3 separate regions of the Zea mays genome follow, and regions 2 and 3 are each linked to region 1. A link is a contact called in public Hi-C data. All regions are on one chromosome and are shown on one strand. Each heading gives the region's core, a stretch centred on a gene start, on an enhancer-like site or on the middle of the called end of the contact. The rest is flanking DNA. Distances are from core to core; before and after follow the strand shown.

What was found. A called contact is a pair of places that touch in the nucleus more often than the background predicts.
Region 2: a contact with region 1 is called in a Hi-C map of tassel, with 1.8 times the contacts expected there. The contact joins the promoter of LOC542463 here to the promoter of LOC100282561 in region 1. A contact is called at or near these places in 3 of 25 Hi-C or Micro-C datasets (endosperm, leaf and tassel).
Region 3: a contact with region 1 is called in a Hi-C map of tassel, with 2.5 times the contacts expected there. The contact joins the promoter of LOC100193830 here to the promoter of LOC100282561 in region 1. A contact is called at or near these places in 3 of 25 Hi-C or Micro-C datasets (bundle sheath, leaf and tassel).

The regions. Positions count from the first base shown.
Region 1 is chr1:216,744,626-216,748,782 of Zm-B73-REFERENCE-NAM-5.0, forward strand. LOC100282561 reads left to right here and starts at 1,715. Exons shown (of 4, transcript NM_001155469.1): 1 at 1,715-1,963; 2 at 3,201-3,329. The coding sequence starts at 3,222.
Region 2 is chr1:216,341,692-216,345,848 of Zm-B73-REFERENCE-NAM-5.0, forward strand. LOC542463 (cinnamoyl CoA reductase 1) reads left to right here and starts at 1,779. Exons shown (of 5, transcript NM_001112018.1): 1 at 1,779-2,145; 2 at 2,257-2,411; 3 at 2,513-2,701. The coding sequence starts at 1,959.
Region 3 is chr1:216,444,229-216,448,385 of Zm-B73-REFERENCE-NAM-5.0, forward strand. It overlaps LOC100193830 (40S ribosomal protein S8-like), which reads left to right and starts at 2,250. Exons shown (of 5, transcript NM_001138912.1): 1 at 2,250-2,342; 2 at 2,456-2,528; 3 at 3,195-3,528; 4 at 3,903-4,078. The coding sequence starts at 2,339. It overlaps LOC100101547 (omega-6 fatty acid desaturase, chloroplastic), which reads left to right. Exons shown (of 10, transcript NM_001319699.1): 8 at 785-903; 9 at 1,413-1,527; 10 at 1,601-1,865. The coding sequence ends at 1,762.

The sequences.
Region 1 (4,157 bases), core at 465-2,964:
TAATTAATAACGAAAAGTACATAGCCTATAGAGTATCTCTATGGCATAAGAACCTGCAAACCATGAGACATTAGAATTATATGTTTGCACAATTTATTTTTAACTATATAGATCAAAGGAATTCTGACTTACAAATTTGCAAATTGTGATGTAATAATTCATTTGAGGCCAATTATTTAATGTTTCTGCCAACTCTATCACACTAGGATCCTTATATGACTTCGCTTCTTCGTCAAAACCACACATTTCCTAGAGAAAACATAATAATATAATAAATAAATATAGGAAATATAAGTAAAATGTGTTAAAGAGGTGTTTCTTGAAAGTCAATTCTATCAATCTAAAACTGAAAATAGTATTGTATGTTATATAAATCCACAGTTTAGGCAAAAGGTTAAATAGCAAGACATCCAATTGATGAAATCACTCACACAATAGAAGGAAAGGAAGTAATTTAATGTACCTATTCTTTTCCTAGTTGACTTGCTAAAACAGCACCAATAACTTTTGATGGAACCTGAAAGTAAGATCAATCCTTGTCAGTCTAGCACCTTCATGAATAGTACAATATACTAAAAAACATGGAATAACTTAGCATATTCAAAATCACTTTTTTAGAATGGCTTGGTCAACATTGATTGTACTATAACTTTTTGAAGTTTATCCACAACCTATGCAAATGCACAATCTGCAAAGTTATTCCATGAGAACATCACACAAAAAATAGAATTTTTCCATACAACAAGTACTAAGATAAGACAAAATATATTTAGCGAAGCCAAAACTATTAGGCTCCAACATATCCAAAATGGTTAGATAAAGTTGATAGGCATTGATCCAAAATATTATGTACTTGGCATAGTCATTCCTAGCTTTTAATACATGATCAAATCTATCAAGTTGACTTGAAGTATCATGATCAAGTTTTATTATGTTATCTAGGTTAATCATTTGTAGAGGTGTCACTTTCAAGCAATATGATAACATAACACCTATAACATCACAGTTAGATGTAATTGGCTCTTGGAACCAATGAACCATAGACTTTCTTAAAACTTTTACCACGTTTTGACTCGTGTGACTCGTAGGACAGGACACAAAAGCTGAATGGGAGCATAGGTTTTAGAATATAGAGGTTTGTCAACTGCATTCACTTTATAAATAAACTCACGTGTGTAACGCCCGGTGGCTACCACGGTTCAGTGGCAGAACACAGCTGATGGCAGAACATGTCAGATGTAGATTGCTATTGCAGCCTTAATAAGTAGTATAGATAATAGATAATATTTTATGGGTCTACTTAAGTATTTTTAAGAACTTGTTTGAAACGACTTTTTTAGCACTAATAACTGCTGACTGTTTAAAAGGTTCTTCTTCTCTCTCTTGAAATAATCTCTTTGTCCCAGAAAAAATGCAAATCTCACTAATCCAGAAGTCAGACTTTTTAGTTTTAAACAATATATATACAAATAAACTGATAAAATTAATAATATGTAAGAAACATGGTTACACACATTACAGAATGTATTTTTAAAATAAATAAGTACAGCTAGTCAGCTTAAAATATTCCAGCCCAGCACACACGCGCAGCCCAAGGCCTTGACTCCCGTTGGCCCAACACTGACGCGACATCTTCTAAAACCCGAGCGTGGCCCAGTCCAGCTCGAGCAGAAGCAGAGGCCTTATTGCACGGAGCACGCGCCGGACCGGACCGGACCGGGACCAGGCACACCACGCACGCAGAACCCTAGAGGCATTCCCAAGTTCGAGCAATCGAGCTCGAGCCCCAGAGGAACGAGTCCTGCCGGACGCCGCCACACCATCTGAAACTGACGGCGGCGGGCGGCCGCTGCTTCCTCTCCCTTCTCCGTCCAGATCCGGCGACTGGCGTCCCTCCTCCGCCATCTTCCCTACCCTCGACGTGGCGATGAGCTGTGAGCCGTGAGCTGTTCCAACATTCCGGGTATACCTTGAAGTTTCGTGTTATTTTCATGCGTTATTTTCTCTAGAAACCCGAGTTTCTAATTGCTCAACCCGAAATTTGGGTGAACCCGAGTGTACTCCCCTAGCCACACATGGCCAGTCACTCGAGCGTGGTTGAGCCACCGTTCACGTGTGCCGCGCAGAACTAGCAGGAGGGGGAAATTTTGAAAAGCTTTTTCCCAACATTAACAGGTGGAACATATGCTAAAGGTAGATCTAGCCATTCCAATCAAAATACTCTTGTGTGGATCTAGATTTATTGTGTTATCTGAACAGTTCCCTACTAGATCCCAGATTCACTGGTGGAGTTGCTTTGTGTTGAATCCTAGATCCAGATTCATTTTTTAGCGGTGGAGCTGTCCCAAAGAGGCCTGAAATGTAGACCAAGCCATTTCTGAAACCAAATACCTATATCAAAAATAAAGCTCAACATAGTTCAGCATAGTACAACGAAAACCAAAAAAGCATTTCTACCATCTACAGAAAGAATGATAATCGTCCTTGATGGAAGCAAGGTAACCATTTTTTTAGCGATCAGTTTGCACTATGCATTTTGCATTGTATATAAGAGTAATAGACAATTGACTACTACAACTGCATCCATATAAAAGAGATCCAAAGATGACAAAATAATAGTGAAATCAGTACCGGTTTAGAAGTTGACGTTTTGGTGGGTCAGAAAATACGATTTGTCCCAATAGAGCTCTGTTAATTTCTCCACTTTCCAGCAAAATATCATTCCCAAAGGCTTTTACAATCTTCTTCCAACCTCAACATTCTGTTTCCTAGATTTTCTCCTCAACATTCTGTTTCCTAGATTTTCTCCTCAACATTCATTTTTTTATTGTGTTGATTTACTCAACAACATTCATAATCTTTTTGTTGTTTTAAATGTATAATTCTTTGAGACAAACGTTCTTGTGATTTTTAATAGTTTTGTTCTTATTTCTAGACAATTTCATGAAGTATTGTCCAGAACCAGAGTCTAGGGATTCATTGAATCTATTAACAGGAAACCATTTCTATTGTTTGGGTTGAAACTGCTGATGCTTGCAATTGGTTTGGTTTTGAAATCTAGACTGGTGGGTTGGATTGGTTTGGTCTTTGTGCATGAATAGAACAGTGCGGTGTGGATTTGGCCTATTTTTTAGACTATTAGCAGGCTTAAAAGTGGAGATATGCTACTGTGGCCTAAGGTTTACTGTGCTTTTGTACAGAAATAAGGGGCAAGCGAGAAGATGAGGCTGGTGGGTTTGACGGGTGGCATCGCATCTGGGAAGAGCACTGTCTCTAACCTCTTTAGGGACTCTGGTGTCCCCGTTGTGGATGCCGATGTCATTGCTCGGGTAAGCAAGCGGCCCAAACCTAAATCTATCTGATGGTGTTTGTGCAAAGGCGTTTAGTTTTTAGGTACAGAATTATGTACTGCTCTGTTGCTTGTCTTTGGTTTTGTTAAATTTGATATGTTATCAATATCACACCATGTAGTTGGAAAAATGCCTTTACGTGGAGCACCAAGTGTAGATTAGTAATCATATTCAACCTCACACTTTTCTTTCTTATAGTGTGATCGTAGTAAGATTTTTTTTTCTCGAGCGCGCAGGAGAGGTGCACATCATTATATTAAGAAGAAAAAGGGTCCAAAATGGACTAGTACAAGTACAAGAAAAAAACCACTTTACGGTGGCCAAAAACGAAAATACAGAAAACATCCATTACAACCACTTTACAGCCCAGGAATTGGAGCTGTTAGGAGAGAGAGGCTCTTGGGCCCTGCCATCTCCCACAACTCCCTCTCTTCCTCAGCCCTTCTAATGGCAACATTTACACTTGCGGTGATCTTGTCGAAGACGCAGCCATTCCTATGGTTCCAGATGGTCCAGAAACCAAGGATTATTAAGGAATTGAGTCCCTTTTCTGCTATGCCTTGGCCAAAATCAAGATGGAGGTAGGGCTAGAGACTGGTTCTTAGTCAGGCTAAATATTTACTTCATATGATTCCACAACTTTGTTCTTACCCTTGACTTTTTGTCTATAAGCAGCAATGTTGGGTTAGGCTAGAATTTAAACTCAACATGAGCCCCTAGTCTTTTTGTGTGCATTAGCGTGCATTTTTCCGTACATGTACTTAAATGTAGAACTTAGGCCTCTTGTGTGTATTAAGTCAAAAGGAA
Region 2 (4,157 bases), core at 529-3,028, 400 kb before region 1:
GCCGATCTAATGGGTCTATATGTGTTTTCCCCATCGGAGTCGCTAAAAGTGTGTTGGTGTCTTTTTGGGCGCCAATCACTGCGTGAGAACCGGCGGTGGTGCTCTCTGCACAGGTGCGGACAGTCCGCGGCCAGGGGCCGGACGGTCCGCGACCTGGAGCAGGGCTAGGGTTTCCTGCCTGACGGGCCGGACGGTCTGCGCCTACAGGCCGGACGACCCGCGCGTGCGCAGGGGCGGCGAAGGTCGTCAGCGGCGCCTGGATCTCGCTCTCGGGAGGGACCTCGTCGGGGAGGAGAGATCTTAGGTGTTGTCTAGGCTCGGCAGGCCGATCTAGACTCCTATAATCGACGTAGAGTCAAAGAGAAGCGGAGAATTTGGGATTGGAAGACTAAACTAGAACTAGACTAGAACTACTCCTAAATGTACAAGAAATAAATACGACATAAATTGATTATTGATTCGATTGTTGATGATTAATCGGCCGTAATCCTCTATATTTATAGAGGAGGGGGCTGGACCCGTTACAAACAGATTTCTCGAGCTAATTCCGCGAATCTAGCCAACAACTGTAGCAAGAAACTCGGAACCCAACGGGTTCTGCGCGCGCACGGACCGTCCGGCCCCAGGGCCGGACCGTTCGGCAGCTTATTTTGATGCTCAACAGCACCAACGAGGATTAGTCGGGACCTTGCGTGGTTCCGGATACCTCGGTAAAAATACCAGTGTCATACACGAGAGTTTGCGTCTCTACCTTCCTCTTTACCTTCCGTATTTATATTAAGTATTTAAGTTTCAATCTTGTCTTTCTAGTTAGATTATTTAGATTGAAACTTAGCCTTTGCAGTAGAGATAGCAACACTTAGACAAATAAAACATAGTTTGCACATTCTAGATTATTTATTTGTATAGGTTTTGTTGTAGGAATTTATTTATGACTTAGTTTAGAGAAAAAATTAGAAGTCCTAATTCACCCTCTCTTAGACGTCATCGTTTCCTACACGCGCCTCCGCAGAGAGCACCGCCGACGATTCTCATCGCAGTGATTGGCGTCTGGATCGGCGCCAACACTATGATCTATTGGTGGATCCAAGATCTATCGTAAGGGAAGGCTAGGGCTGATTATCTCTTTTTTTGTCCTACTCTTTCTCTCTTTTTTTTACTTTCTCCTCTTTCTTCTTCTCCCTGTCCCTTGTCTTCCTTTCCCTTTGTCCTTAACTGTCTGCGCAGCCGAGGGGGAGCCCCCTCCAATAATCTAAAATATAGTATTTTAAAAAAAGCAAACATAGTATTTAAAATAAAAAATAAAAAATGGACTCCTCGTGCTCTATGTTGTTCAAAGACGATAATAATCTCACCAGAAATGCAAACAAAGTTTTTTTAAAAAAAAAATAAAAAATCGGACTCCCCGTGTGGCCCTCGCGTACATACAGTATACATACACGCAGCCAATTACGTTTGCGTGATGTACGTCGTGGAAGACGGCATGGGGTTGCCTCACCTAACCCGCGGTCGCGATCGCGATCGCGCAGAGGGGGGCCACACCACACCCACACCGCGCGAGCGCGCACGGTGTCCGGACGTCTATTATCATCTCGCTGTCCGTGTCTGTCTCAGCGCTACTCATCACTCGCTCGCATCGCACTGCGCGCTCCGATCCCCCTCCACCCGTCTCAGCTAGCAGCCTCGCCTTGTTGTGGCCTATAAATTCCGCGCCACTCCAACGCCCACCCTTCTCAGGATGAATCGGAAGAGAGAATCCTACCAAACCTAGCTACCAACTCGATCGTCGTCATCACGCTCGACCGCACAACTGCACCAAGGGGGGAGGAGACCTAAAAACTACTACATCTTTTAGCTACACATCTAGCTAAAGATCGAGAGGGGTAAATAAGGACGAGCGGGCGCGAGCTAGAAGAGCAGCTGCAGGTACTACCATCATCGTCGTCGTCGTCGCCAGGATGACCGTCGTCGACGCCGTCGTCTCCTCCACCGATGCCGGCGCCCCTGCTGCCGCCGCCACCGCGGTACCGGCGGGGAACGGGCAGACCGTGTGCGTGACCGGCGCGGCCGGGTACATCGCCTCGTGGTTGGTGAAGCTGCTGCTCGAGAAGGGATACACTGTGAAGGGCACCGTCAGGAACCCAGGCATGCATGCCTCCTGCTTGTTGTTATATATAAGCAGTCTACTATGTCGACCTGCGCGAGCGTGGCAGCAGATGGAGCGATTAACGTGTTTGTACATGTTCATGGCAGCAGATGACCCGAAGAACGCGCACCTCAAGGCGCTGGACGGCGCCGCCGAGCGGCTGATCCTCTGCAAGGCCGATCTGCTGGACTACGACGCCATCTGCCGCGCCGTGCAGGGCTGCCAGGGCGTCTTCCACACCGCCTCCCCCGTCACCGACGACCCGGTGAGTTCCGTCGGCCGGGTTAGTTCCAGCACTCGTCGACTGACTGATCAGTAAAGTAGTAACAAGGGGACCGCATGCACCATGCATGTGTGCGCGTGCAGGAGCAAATGGTGGAGCCGGCGGTGCGCGGCACCGAGTACGTGATCAACGCGGCGGCGGAGGCCGGCACGGTGCGGCGGGTGGTGTTCACGTCGTCCATCGGCGCCGTGACCATGGACCCCAAGCGCGGGCCCGACGTCGTGGTCGACGAGTCGTGCTGGAGCGACCTCGAGTTCTGCGAGAAAACCAGGGTGGGTGTGCTTGCTTGCTCACTTTTATTTGATCGATCGTCTCCATCCATCCATCATCTGATCTACTACTAAGTACAGTAGCTTGTAGCTAGCTCCTGCTATACCGTCCGCTGCACCACGTACGCCAGCACCATATATTAAATTAGTGTTTCCGATCCTTTAATTTGATGCATACGTTTTCATTTCTTGCAAGTAAGGACGATCAAAGGAAAGGGTGAAAGAAACACTAATAAAGGTAGCTGTGACGAGATAGGCGAATCATTACCTGCTAGTATATTGGCATGCATGCACTAGCTAGCTACCAACCACCGAGAGCCCTAGAAGAGACTAGACTAGAGTACGTTCGAGTACTTTTGAGGCCGCCAAATAGAACCAACTAAGTGCTCATCGTCATCGATGGTGCCTGTCCAAAGCACACAGAGAGCAGCACTAGCTAGCTAGGATTTGAACCACAGCTTTTTCTAGCGTGACCAACAGCACTAGCTAGGCAAGCAGCCGAAATAACGCATATATATGAAAAGGAATTTGGTTCCGCAAAAAAAAAAACGGAGAACGGAAAAGGAGCAAATCATGCATGTGGACGGAGAACGCACGCACCACGCGAATTAATCCTGCCTCTGCATGGGGCCACGCACGCCGTCGCCGATGGACACATGTATGGCATGCAGCGCTTGAGCTACGACCTGCTTAATTATCAGTAGCGAAGAATCTCATCCCACATGCGTGTTTCTTCAACACGTACGCATGGACACTCTTTAGTGTCAAAGCTAAAGCTGAGAATTCAAATTAACCTTGCTATTTTGATCGCGGTGGGCTCTTAAAATGATTGGACAGATGCAGCACCGTACCCACGCCTTACAACTCTCCTAGCTAGCTAGCCGCCCCGCAACCACACTAGAATTGTTCTAGCCTAGTAGCCTGTGTCTGTGTCTGTGTGTGCGTGTAGCGTGTCCTATGGAAGACGGAAATTTCAGCTGCCCAGAAAAACACACACATGCACGACGACGACGCCACCAGTTTGCCGGTCGACACATGCTAGCAGTGATGGGCAGGCCTTTGTCGATCGCCATTTATTCTGTGCAGCAAACTCTGCTGGCTTTAATTTGCGGAGGAGCGAGCAAATTCTACTCTCCCCGGCTTTAATTTGCGGATTTATTACAAGTCGTCATCCCAACTTCATTGGACCAACTTTTATAGAATATTTTTATTTAAAAAAAACTGTAGTAATTTACGATATCAAACGAGTAATACTATATTTTTTATTAATTGTGTTTTTATAGTGTATTTATTTGATGGCATGTTTTTTTTTGCTCCTATAGTTTTAGTTAAATTTGATGTGCTACCTTTGACCCACTAATAATATTTTTAAAAAAATGATTTATAATTCTGAACCGAGGGAAGGATTTTATATATATATATATATATATATATATATATATATATATATATATATATA
Region 3 (4,157 bases), core at 1,000-3,499, 300 kb before region 1:
TCATGTGGGAGCCTCTAGCACTGGATCTGCCCTGCCCATTATTGAAATGCACATAGTGTCTAAGACTCTAAGTACATGATAGTTATTATTACTATCATGCTCTTACTCTATTTAAGTGTTTATAATATTTAACATTTCTTATTTCCTGTTACATTCATCTATTGAAATCTACATGGTGTCAAAGACCATGACATTTTTTTTGTCATGTTCTGACTCCATTATACTTTTTTAATAAATTTAAGTAGATCATTTTAATTTATTAATACATGCTTAACCTCTGTAAACTACTGACCCGTGGAGTCGATCAAATCCTCTAGAAAGAGGTGTCCGTTTGCACAACCTTCCATCAAATATTTTGTGGAGGTTTAAAGACAAATGGGTATACTCTAGTAGCCATTGCATTTCCTTGTGATATTCAGATCGAAATGCTATCATCCAATATAGTATATGTACTTTATTTTTATATTATTATTAGAGCTTCTTTACTATTTTCAGAAATTAACAACAGACTGGTTCCTGCCCACATGAATTTGCCAGCAGCTCATTTCATAACATTTTGGAAACTCTTATTGAAAAGTTTATGAGAACATAAGTTGGATTCATTTAATCCCAGCGGTAAATGAGACCTTAGTACGATATCTTGCATTTAGCTGGTTTGGCAGAACAGAATATGTATAGCTAAAAGGACGTTAATATGTGTTTGAACTGTAAAATATCTCCATTACATAATGCTTATACTGGAAGTGTATTCTACTTATTTATTTTAAAAAATAATCCTCTTCAGATGAGCACTTTTACAATGGTACATCACACAGCTCCTCATATACCATTCAAGTCATCTGAAGAATGGAATGCTGCACAAGCTCAATTAAACGGCACAGTTCATTGTAACTATCCTCAATGGTATGTTTTGATATTATACATTGCATTCACGCTAAGAACAAAGTTTATCTGCCTGAGATAACAACGTTAGTGACTTAAAAAAGTTTCCATTATGATTTTTGTTGCACAGGAAGTAACTGAAGTTCAACACTGTTTCCAACAGAAATGGCACTGATCATAATTTGCTGTTTCATCTCACCTTCAAAATTTAAGATACTTTACCAAAAATTAAGATGATATTTGGTAGGATGTGCCAAAAAACGTGTAGACCATCAACTCTGTTTTATTTAACAAAATTATTCAATTGTGTGTTGTCCAGTCCTTGTTTAGAGTTAGTCAGAGGACAATATTTCATTGAAGTTTCAGCAACAAATATGGAATGCTTTTTTTTTGGATATTTTGGGATAAAGGATTCATGTTGGCTTAAGTGTCAATCTTCTACTAGCAAATCAATTTCTAGTGAAATTACCGTGGGAACATGTTGGCCTCTTCAATTGAATTTTCAAATGAGTAATGGATTTCTATTACAGGATAGAGATCCTTTGCCATGACATAAATGTGCATGTCCCACACCATATTTCTCCAAGAATTCCAAGCTATAACCTTCGTGCTGCTTATGATTCCATCAAACAGAACTGGGGCAAGGTGATTTGAAATTCTCCTACTCTGGTGCATTTCTCCGGATCTTTACATACTGACTTATTTTCTCATGCTGCAGTATGTCAATGAAGCCAACTGGAATTGGCGATTGATGAAGACGATACTGACGAGATGCCATGTGTACGACAAGGAGAGATACTATGTTCCGTTCGATGAGCTCGCGCCTCAGGAGTCCCAACCAATCAAATTCCTTAGGAAGTTCATGCCAGATTACGCATGATGCCATCATCACAGCTGTTGACTAGTTGAGATTATTCAGTATTGTCGGCACAGGTGGACAGTCACATTTTCAGTGATTACGCATGTCCCAAAATTTTGACTGGAATACTCCATGTTACACTATTATTCGTGCAGTAGGAAAGCACGTAGCGTACCAAAATATTTATACTTCAGGAAATAGACAAAGACATTGGTGATGAAAACGGACAGAATCGTGTGGAAAACATCTCTTCTCTTGTCATTTCTATATTTTTTTTCCGGAAACAGAAACACGTTCAAAATTCCCGGAATTGAAAACAGGGTTGGGATATGTGGTTGTTCGGAAACAAACTAATTTACTAATAAAATACGACTTGCACAGGCCTGCTGGGCCGCCGCAACCTAAGAATGGACACCGTCAAATGAGCCCACCCCTTAATAAACCCTAGCCCGCCTCCGCCGCCCTATAATCCGACGCCGGACGCCCCATGATTTCGCTTTCTTCTTCCCGTCGAGACCCAACCATACCAGCGGCGCCGCAGGCTGACGAGGAGGCGGAGTAGAGTGGCCGGACTACCTCGACACCTCCACTGCAACCATGGGTAGAGCTCCCCCACCTTCATCTGCTTCTCGTTTGTTTTGCTTGCGCTGGCGTAGTGGTGGCGCCGTGGCGGTGCTAATGGCGTCGTGGGTTGTTTTGGGTTTCTTCACGCAGGTATCTCACGTGATTCGATGCACAAGCGCCGTGCCACCGGTGGAAAGCAGAAGGCGTGGCGCAAGAAGCGAAAGTAATTGCTTGCCGTTTCTCTTCACTCCTTACATATGGGTTTTCTGTATATCTCTAGATTTGTTTAGTGCTTTGCTGGGCAGGGTCTTAGGTTGGTAGATTTGCATTGACATCTCTCGGTGACTGGTTGCGGCAGTAGTAATTGATTTGAGACTTGAGTCCTTCGATTGGTTACATTTACCTCCAGTGCTTTATGAGGTTCAGCCTTATCGATTACCCCTTCAATCCTTAAACCGTAGCGTGATGCTTCTAATTGAACAGCAAACTACTTAAATTATGGAAATTATGTATGTATTTTAATGAATTATTAGAAGGGTCACTGTGGTGAAAATTTGTATCTTTCCGTTTGAGGTTTTAATTTGGAATCTTTATTTTGTGTTACTACTAGTTTGAGGTTTTAATTTGGAATCTTTATTTTGTGTTACTACTAGCTATTCGTGCAGTACAGTTGTGATTTCTATGATGTTGAGGCAGAATTGTTTGCATAACAGACATCTCTTTTATATAAAAATAAAGCTTGGACACTAAGTTTTGTTAATGTGAATGTAAATAGTTCGGTCAGTTCATAGTACAACTGCAACTAATAACTGTTGTATATTGTGTTAACCTTGTTGTTTGATTATTATGAGTTTCAGAAGTTAAATTAAGATTCTCATTTATCTTCAAGGTATGAGCTTGGCCGTCAGCCTGCTAACACCAAACTGTCTAGCAATAAGACAGTGAGGAGGGTCCGTGTCCGTGGAGGCAACGTGAAGTGGAGGGCTCTCCGATTGGATACAGGTAACTACTCGTGGGGAAGTGAGGCTCTTACCCGCAAGACCCGCATCCTGGATGTGGTCTATAATGCATCAAACAATGAGCTTGTGAGGACTCAGACTCTTGTGAAGAGCGCCATTGTACAAGTTGATGCTGCTCCATTCAAGCAGTGGTACCTCACTCACTATGGAGTGGACATCGGTAGGAAGAAGAAGGTGCCTGTTGCTAAGAAGGATGCGACTGAGGTATATTCATTCAATTTAAGGTTTAATTGTTGTTTGCCCTTAGAATAGATTGACTTTATAGTTCATGAATTATTGTATTTGGTGATTAGTTGCTTGATAGATATCTTATTAATGCATTGTTTTTAACATGTGCACTTCTGTGGCTGTTTTTCAACGAATCTCTTCCTTCTCTATGATCAGCATGTTGTATTTCGTCAGCACTTTGTTTATGCTTGTTTTACGTTTCTATGTGAAAGAGACTGAAGCTGCTATTTTGATTTTTTGCAATCATTATCTTATGATGTTTTTTGTAGGAAAAACAATAGTTCAATTAAAATTTCCTTTCTGTTGCTCAATTGATGTATCCTATAACTGACCATTTATTGTTTGTGCAGGGACAAGAGGGTGAGGCTATAGCTGAGGAAACAAAGAAGAGTAACCATGTGCAGAGGAAGATTGAGAAGCGACAGCAGGACCGTGCACTCGACACTCATATTGAAGAGCAATTTGGCAGTGGGAGATTGTTGGCCTGCATTTCTGCCCGTCCTGGGCAGTGTGGCCGAGCTGATGGGTAAGGACTACTGGACCATTTCACCTAGCTTCAGTAGCTTACAGTTTCCACCTGAAATTTCCTAGCAGTTGCTGGGCAT